2 separate regions of the Mus musculus genome follow, and region 1 is linked to region 2. The links are chromatin contacts, called in public ChIA-PET maps. All regions are on one chromosome and are shown on one strand. Each heading gives the region's core, a stretch centred on a gene start, on an enhancer-like site or on the middle of the called end of the contact. The rest is flanking DNA. Distances are from core to core; before and after follow the strand shown. Region 1 holds the start of Ywhaq (tyrosine 3-monooxygenase/tryptophan 5-monooxygenase activation protein theta). Region 2 overlaps Asap2 (ArfGAP with SH3 domain, ankyrin repeat and PH domain 2).

What was found. ChIA-PET counts read pairs in DNA pulled down with a chosen protein or histone mark.
Region 1: an RNA polymerase II ChIA-PET map of memory CD8 T cells shows a contact between it and region 2, with 74 read pairs. The contact joins the promoter of Ywhaq here to the enhancer-like site in region 2. A contact is called at or near these places in 5 of 39 promoter capture datasets (cranial neural crest, frontonasal cranial neural crest, liver and 2 more), 4 of 115 datasets of contacts at active chromatin or transcription factors (bone marrow-derived macrophages, effector CD8 T cells, memory CD8 T cells and 1 more) and 1 of 9 other capture datasets (liver).

What each region holds. Positions count from the first base shown.
Region 1 is chr12:21,415,986-21,420,119 of GRCm38.p6, reverse strand. It overlaps Ywhaq (tyrosine 3-monooxygenase/tryptophan 5-monooxygenase activation protein theta), which reads left to right and starts at 2,684. Exons shown (of 5, transcript NM_011739.3): 1 at 2,684-3,322. The coding sequence starts at 3,029. It overlaps Gm4419 (predicted gene 4419), which reads right to left and starts at 2,238. Exons shown (of 4, transcript NR_166748.1): 1 at 2,038-2,238; 2 at 1,830-1,904; 3 at 1,286-1,490.
Region 2 is chr12:21,224,891-21,229,085 of GRCm38.p6, reverse strand. All of the region lies in intron 13 of Asap2 (ArfGAP with SH3 domain, ankyrin repeat and PH domain 2), which reads right to left. Among named protein-coding and RNA genes, the nearest start is that of Gm40855, 24 kb to the left of the region's middle. Within about 2 kb of position 1,490, at least 155 of the 459 cell types and tissues checked have an H3K27ac peak or open chromatin away from gene starts, as enhancers often do. A contact at or near this core is called in effector CD8 T cells, liver, memory CD8 T cells and 1 more, where this site is marked.

The sequences.
Region 1 (4,134 bases), core at 1,435-3,934, 190 kb before region 2:
AAGATAACTACAAAGTACTTTCTTTGCTGACTGTTTTCTAAGAACCCTTTCCAACACATTGGCGTGATGCTAAATACCTCTTGTATGTTCTCGGATGAACTTCCAAGAAGACAGACTAGTCAGGGCCTTAGAATCCTTACAACCCCTATCAGAGCTGGAGAAGACTAGGAGGAACAGCCGCAGCAAAGATTCAAGGATGACACAAACACCACATGTGTCCATATATGTAGTTTTTGCTGCTGGGTAGCTGAGTGACCTGTCCATGACCATGATCAGGCTGTGTCTCATTTTCCTTTTTTTTTTTTTTTTTTTTTTTAAATTGGAGATGGTGTTTACAACATTTCCCTTTTAGTGGCATCAAGTATATTGAATGAGTTAATCCTTGCAGGATTTAAATGCAGTGTGACCCTCAATAAATAAATAAAATAGGGCTGGTGAGATGGCTCAGCGGGTAAGAGCACCCGACTGCTCTTCCGAAGGTCAGGAGTTCAAATCCCAGCAACCACATGGTGGCTCACAACCATCCGTAACGAGATCTGACTCCCTCTTCTGGAGTGTCTGAAGACAGCTACAGTGTACTTACATATAATAAATAAATAAATCTTTTAAAATAAATAAATAAATAAATAAATAAAATAATAACAAATAAAGCCACTCTAAATGTCAGCTTTTCTGTGTTCTGGGACTTGAAGTACCAAGAATTTTTTTTTCAGACACAAGCAGATTCTATGGAGTCCCTCAGATATTACAATTTCATAATGTGTCAGTTTTTGATTTCACATGATCATATGAGCTTGTTTGTGGTAAATATTTGGCACGTGCCTCTTTTGGGTAGGCCTCACTCAGAAACAACCTTTTTGACAATTTCCCTTCATATGTCTCCTCTCTCATCACCTCCATGGGCGTCTCCTCTCTATGGGCTGGGTTTGCTGCTCTAATTTAGGGAATCTTGAAATCCACTGCTTATACAGAAGGCATTTTATCCGTTGGGATTTCTGTGTGTCCAGCTCCACCCCAACCCACAGGAACATAAACGCTCGTGTGTCTTGCAGCCTGGCCTTGGGGATTCCAGAAATAACACCGGGCCGTCCGCCGCTGCACTGGAGCATAGTAAGGCGTTTCTGTATTAAGACAGAGTAGAGTCACTTTCCAACCAGGCCTCTCCTGGTCAAAGCACAAAGCAACCTTTACAAGTTGGGTAGGGAGGGGCAGCTGGGAGGAGATCTGAATTTCTGGAAGCTTCGTCTCTTCCCCCCCCCCCCCCCATCTGTGCTCAGTGTCAGACCTTCCTTTCTGCAGTCTTCGGTCTGCTTGGTTCCGTTTAGCATTTGAATCCACTTTGCCTGTGGCAGTCACTGAAGTTCTTTGAACCCTTGAGGAACTACTGGAACTGGCATCTCTTCAGAGCCCAGGTGGCAGTTTCATTCTTTGAGTCCGGTAGGACAGCCACCTCACTAGGAATTGGATTGAGGGCTAGGAAATAAGGGAGCCTATTTAAAGGAGAAAAATGTTAGCTGTGACCCTGAATACATGGCATCTGGGGCAAATGCTCTCATTTCAGAAGGGTGTTTATTGTGCAGAGAAAAACATGAGATCTTCACAAATATATCAGGAGAAAAAAAACCCATCACACACAAAAAACAAAAGCATGCATACATGCTTTACAGAGTACAAAGGTGTGTGTGTTCGGGGCAGGGTGTACTTAGACATTAATGTGGAAAAGTAGTAAAGAAATGTTTAAGAAATATGCTTCCGGGGATCGGGTAGTCACAGCTGTGTTTGTTCAAATCGTGCTTAATGTCATTTCCCCGTTTTAAAGAAATGCTTACCTGACGCTGCCACGCAGTCCTGCCCAGATCTCCTGAATCTACCTTTCCATAAGGGAATTGCTGGCTTTCGGGTGCCTGTGTGAAAACTTGAATTAAGCCACTTTCTCTGGGAACGAATCCTTTTTTAATGGGGATCAGGATATTTCTAATTTGTAGCCGAAACAGGAAAATTGTAAGGGTTGCATTTTAATGTCTTGGGGATACAAACCTTTGTCAAGAACAGGAAGGTAGAAGAAAGGAAGGCGCTTGTGCATCAAAAGGGCTAATTATCTCACCCCTGCCAAGTCCAGCTGCAGCCGCAGCAGCTCGAGAGCTGCAACGCCCCATCTGCAGTGGTTGCTGCTACAGGACACGCGGTCGCAGCCTCGGAGGTCGAAAGCACCTCCGGTCCCGTGCCGCACCCAGGAGTGCCGGGCTGGCGGGGAGGATGAGGGGAGTTGGAAAAGCATCGCCATGGCAACAGTGACGTCCATTCACCCTGGATCTAATTGGAGGAAACCCCGTGGCCGAAGCCGCAGCCTGCGGGCCAACCGAACCTACCCGAGCCGACCCACCCTCGGAGCCTCCGCTTCGCTTCCCGCCCCGCCCCCTGGGCCCCCTTCCGCGCGCTCGCCCCTCATTGGACAGAGGAGAAGCTAGAGGCGGGACTCCTTGGGGAGGTGCAGCGTTCTATTGGTCGGTGGCGAGCTCGTCGGCTCCGTGCTAGGCTGAGACGGGAGGGTCCTCGGCTAAAGCCCAAAGCAGATCAAAGTGGTGGGACTCGCGTCGCGGCTGCGGAGACTAGAAGGTGAGTGCGGACACAGCTCTGGGACTGCGGCTGCAACAGCCGCCGCGAGGTACCGAGGCCGGGTTGGCGGAGCACGGTCCTCATATCTGCTAGGCTACCGCGCGCCTGAGGTTCGGGCTGGGACGGGAAGGTGCGGCACCAACGGCCGCTTCCATCTTGGGCCGGGTGGGGCCCGCGCTCCGGCCTTGGGGAGGCGCGGCGGGCGGGCCGGAGGGCGCGGGCGGAAGGCGGCGGCCCCGTGAGAGGCCGGAGGACGCGCCGCCTCGTGCGCTGAGACAAAGCGGGCGTCCGGCTGCATTGTCTGACGCGCTCTCTCCTCGCTCCTTTTTGTCCTCGCCGGCGCCGCCCCGCCCCGCCCCTCGCGGCTCTCAGGAGGACTCCGGATCCGGCTCGGCGCTCGCCCTCGCTCGCCATGGAGAAGACCGAGCTGATCCAGAAGGCCAAGCTGGCCGAGCAGGCCGAGCGCTACGACGACATGGCCACCTGCATGAAAGCCGTGACGGAGCAGGGCGCCGAGCTGTCCAACGAGGAGCGCAACCTGCTGTCGGTGGCCTACAAAAACGTGGTAGGGGGCCGCAGGTCCGCCTGGAGGGTCATCTCGAGCATTGAGCAGAAGACCGACACCTCTGACAAGAAGTTGCAGCTGATCAAGGACTATCGGGAGAAAGTGGAGTCGGAGCTGAGGTCCATCTGCACCACGGTCCTGGTGAGTTGGCGCCGGCATTAGTGAGGGAGTAGGGCGGCGGGAGCGACACCCCTTTTGTGTGGTGTTCCCGATGGGGAGAAACCTGTGGGATAGAGAGTTTGTGATTTGAGCCCCAGGCTTCCTTCTTACCTGTTTCAGAGCTTTCTCGGGGGTGGGTAACTCTTTTTTTCCCAAGCTCTGGGGTACAAAAACTTGGGGGGAGTAGCCGCGTAGGCTTGCACAAGACTGAAAAAGACCTATTTAACCTTGTGCCAGGAGAGTGGTCCTGAGATCTGTAAGTTCTTTCATGTCGTAGAAGGCATGGGGACTTTTACCATAGAGATGCTAGAATTTCCCCAGCCCCCCAAGATTTAGGAGTGAAAAATCTAGACATGTTTTATTTTTCATGTAAGAATATGTTGAGCCTTTCCTTGCTAAAGAGGTGTGGGGGTGGGTGGGTGGATGAGTTCACTGGATGAAAAGGATACAGATAATTTGAAGAATACCATGCCCTGGTCAAATTTCACTATTTAATAGTGTTTGTTTGTTTGTTTTCTATTTGTTGCCTCACTTTAGTCCGGTGTATGGAAATGAAAGCATTTCTGGTGTGGATGGGCAAGGAAGGCTTTCCAGGTTTTGCACTATCCAGTCCCAACCGGGATGTTAACTGCTATGATTCACCCTTATTAGAGGGGGCACTTTTAAATCTTGAGTCATTCATTGCCCAGATCTCTTATTCAATAAAGCAAGTTTCTAAAATTTAAATAGCATGCCATAGAGTGTCAGATATTAATGCTGCAAACTGTGACTCCTGTTCACATTGATAGGTAGTT
Region 2 (4,195 bases), core at 241-2,740:
ATGTGTGTGCTGACTTCAGTCATTGTGACTTTATAATACAAATCTAACAACCTGCCCCTTTCTAGTCTAAAAGATGCCATTTCCAGAGAATTTCTATAATCTCTTTAAAGAGACATCCCCAAAAAGGAACTGTTCAAGTCCTTTGATAAGAGCCTTCCCTATCTCACTTTTTGAGGTACTGTCTCTTTATGCAGACCAGGCTAGCTTTGAACTCACAAGAGATTTGCCTGCCTCTGCTTCCTGAGTGATAAGACTAAAGGCTTGGCTAATGCCCCCTGACGAACAAGAGCCTTTTCTGGAAAACACATCTTAGACATTTTCTGGCTTCCTTAGAAAAGAACTAATACTATATCAGAAATTCTAAAGCCACACCCTGAGAGTCCTATGTCACAAGCACAGCTAGATGAATAACGGTATAAGAGGAAGTGTCGCGCTGTGCATCAGGTACTTGCAGTGTCTTACAAGTGCTTTCAGGGGCCGTGTTCCCAGGAGGGGTGGATGAGGGGCAGCTTAATTTCTGTGCTATTCTTGCCAAAATGAACAACCTCAGCTAAGTCCTGAGGTACCACAGGAGAAACCTAGCTTGGCAGACATCTCATAACAAAACTGGACAGCAGTCTTCAAAACGTACAAAGGTCAACATGGGCAAGGGATGACTGTAGAAACTGGACCCCTAGGAGCCATGACTAACTATAATCTAAATGCGACATGGGGCCTGGAGGGATCAGAGCACCAGGACAAGGACAGGAGTGGGAAATGGATACATTCTGAGTACCATTTCACAGCACCAAGCCTGCGTCCTTCCTCAATGCGGATTTCTCTAGTAATACATACTGGCTAAATTGTACTGACATATACACACACACACACACTCACACACGCATGCATGCACACGGGTACACATGCATAAACACACGCACATGTACACACATACACGAACACATGAACATGTGCAAATACACACACACACACACACACACACACACACACACACACACACACAAATAAATGCTTTTGAAAATATAATGAGTAGACAGCTCTGCAGTAGTAGTTTTCACTCCTTGTCTTAGAAAGACTCTTGATGGGCCGTCTAATTGGGGCCAAGTATCAAGAGGGGTCAAGTGCAGACACAAGTGAGGCTCAGAGCAGAGGTTTTGTTTCTTTAAAATCTTAACACCAGGGGGAGTCAGACATCACTTGTTTACAATCTATCTGTCACCAAAGAGAGGAACAGGCAAAGAGAACTACTTCAAGTTAGACAAATACTGGATTGCAGCAGACTGAAGTGAGCAAAGAGGCATGGCCACCTTCTTCTCCCAGGCACCTCACAGCCCCACCCAGCCTCCTAGGAAGACGGCCAGAGGGGCAGGTCCACAGTTCTAGCTGGGAGCTTGCCAAGTGGACCTCAGAGTTCTCAGGAAGCTGTGACTGGAGGGCATGTCAGTGTCCTGGGCCCACACTGAGCTACTTTACAGCCAGGTTGGGTGTGGCTTTGTCATCTGCTGACTAATTCTGCCAGTAATCCCACTGGGCACTGGAGAAATGGGAGGTCATTCTGTACAAAGTGTCCCAATAATAACGCCCTCTCTGCAGGCTCTCTGGAAAGCCACCTAGACCAGGGCAGTTTCCATGAGCTTCTGCCACAAGAGAAGCGTTTGGGGCTGTAGAAAGGCATGCCACCAAGGCCCTCTGAGCTCTATCCTGTCTGGGAGACTGGCCAAGTTATCTCATAATTCTAACCACAGTCCTTCCTAGGGTGCCTGTGTGGCTCAAAGACAATGGCTCAAGAGTGTGCCTGAGGGCACAAGACTGGACAGGTCCCAAAGGGCTGGCTTTACTGCAGACAGATCCCCCTAGAGGAACACGTTCCCTCTAGATCAGAATGGGAAGCCCCTGTTTGGGAGCGGGAGATAACAGTGGGGGCGGGCCTTGCAGGCAGGAGCTCAAGGCAGCCAGCCAGCCTGTCATCCTCTCAGCAGATTCAATACAGAATGATCAGTGAGGAGAAGGATGACTCCTGGGGAGCAGCTACATTCTCACAGGCCTGCTGTCTCTTGGCCTGGCATTGGGTTCATCTTTGATTTCCCAACAACTATGTTAAAATCAAGGACATTTGATGGCATTTGCTCCACTAGTCAGGAGGCAGAGGGAATAGGGTGCTAAATGAGCCAGTCCCCACCCCCGACCCTTCCCACCTTCTCAGGACAGCACTAGCATCAGAGCTTTAGCCCGTGCATTTCAGGTCTCTACATGAGCTTAAGCCCCGGCAGCTCTGCAGAAAGCATTCCCACCAGATGTTCCCAGAGGTATTAGATACTTTGAACATCTGCTGAGTTGAAAACTGGGTAGGACTGGAATTAATTTTGCCCCTTGAAGACCAAGCAGGAGTAGTGGGTGAGACAGGTTTTCAACATAACTAGTGTTCTGCATCTGCATAGCCACAACAGCGAACGGTGGTTGTGGCCAAGATTCACGGAACATCTCAAGCTGCCACAAAGTCAACAGTGTGATCACGGTGAAGTCTGTCTGCATCACTGCCCTCGGGCATAACCAGACTCACACACTAGTCACTTCACCCACATCCTCAGGATGCAACGATTCACACCTAGCAGGCCTGTGTGCCCTTCCTATGTGTGCTCACTCCTCCCTGATGAGCTGAAAACACGCAGGAGAAAGGTTCTGGAGCAAGTGCTTCTGCACCGTGGTGACAGCTGAGGAGGTGCTGCACCTACCTCACTGTGGTACCCAAAGCTCGGCCAAGCTCAGATGGCTACCAAGTCCTGTCGTGGTACCCAAGGGAACTCACGCATAGGGTAACATCTTTTTAACAGGCTATCTTTTTTTTTTTTTTTTTTTTTAAAGAAGGGTTGAAAACCTGCTTTTCCAGCCACTAGCAGACATCTAATGACACCATCACGTTTTCTCCTCTAACTCAAGCTTAGGTTACAGTCTAGAGGAGGTGACCCGGTAGTGGTCACATGTAAAATACAGTCAAGGCTTAGCATTTTACATTGTAGATGGAATTCTGAGAGTAAGGTTTGCTACACATGGAACCTACCAGACTGAGGAGACAGGAAGCAACACAATCAATCAATCAATCTCTCTCTCTCTCTCTCTCTCTCTCCCTCCCTCTCCCCCCACCCCAACCCAGTGATCCTGTCTCTCCCTCCCTCACAGAGTTGGAGTTAGAGGCACATGCTTACAGCAAGTGCTCTAACCCACTGAGCAATCTCCCTAGCTCAGCATAAAGATGGCTCCCCTGTCACCTAGCTCAGCTTGGCCTGTGGCTCAGTGTAGTGGGTCTGCAGACTGAAGCCTGCTGAGGGGTACAAGCCACACAGGTGGTGGAGACGGCTTGACCAGACTTCTCGATTTGCTTTGAGTGTTAAATCACATCGCACTGGCTCTGAGGTCTCAGTCATGTGGTCTGAAGAATTAATCAGACCGTGGGATGGCATGCTAGGGTTGATGGACACGCCAACAGCCTAGGCCCCTCAGGCTAGTGCTTTGTGTAAACTCCACTGCTGTGCTGGATTGCTGGGGACACCACTTCAGAGGGAAGACTGGCCCACCCTTTCCTGAACTATAATCATGCCACGCACAATGACCGGGGACAAAAGGTATTTATCATATTTTCCTTAAGATGTCATGAGCCCCTTCCTTGTTTCTGGAAGGTTCTGAGTAAACGATTTCTGTAATTGCTGGTTATGGCAGTTCTTTTGTGTACACCACAAAGCTGAGAAATACACAGGAGCAAAAATGCAAATTCTGTAGTGGGAAAAATAAACAACTTTAAAAAAACTCAAGTTAAAGGGCTGTATTAAAAACCTAATCATTTTTGTTTTGAGCTTTAAAAAAAAAACCTTATTACATTTACTTATGTTTTGTGTAGGGAGAGGACTTATGTGCACCATGGTGTGTGTGTGTGTATGTGTATATGTGTGTGTGTGTGTGTATGTGTGTATATGTGTGTGTATGTGTGTGTGTGTATGTGTGTGTGTATGTGTGTATATGTGTGTATGTGTGTGTGTGTATGTGTGTATATGTGTGTGTATGTGTGTGTGTATGTGTGTATGTGTGTGTGTATGTGTGTATATGTGTGTATGTGTATGTGTATGTGTGTATGTGTGTGTGTATGTGTGTATGTGTGTGTGTGTGTGTGTGTGTATGTGTGTGACCTGCAGAAATAGATTTG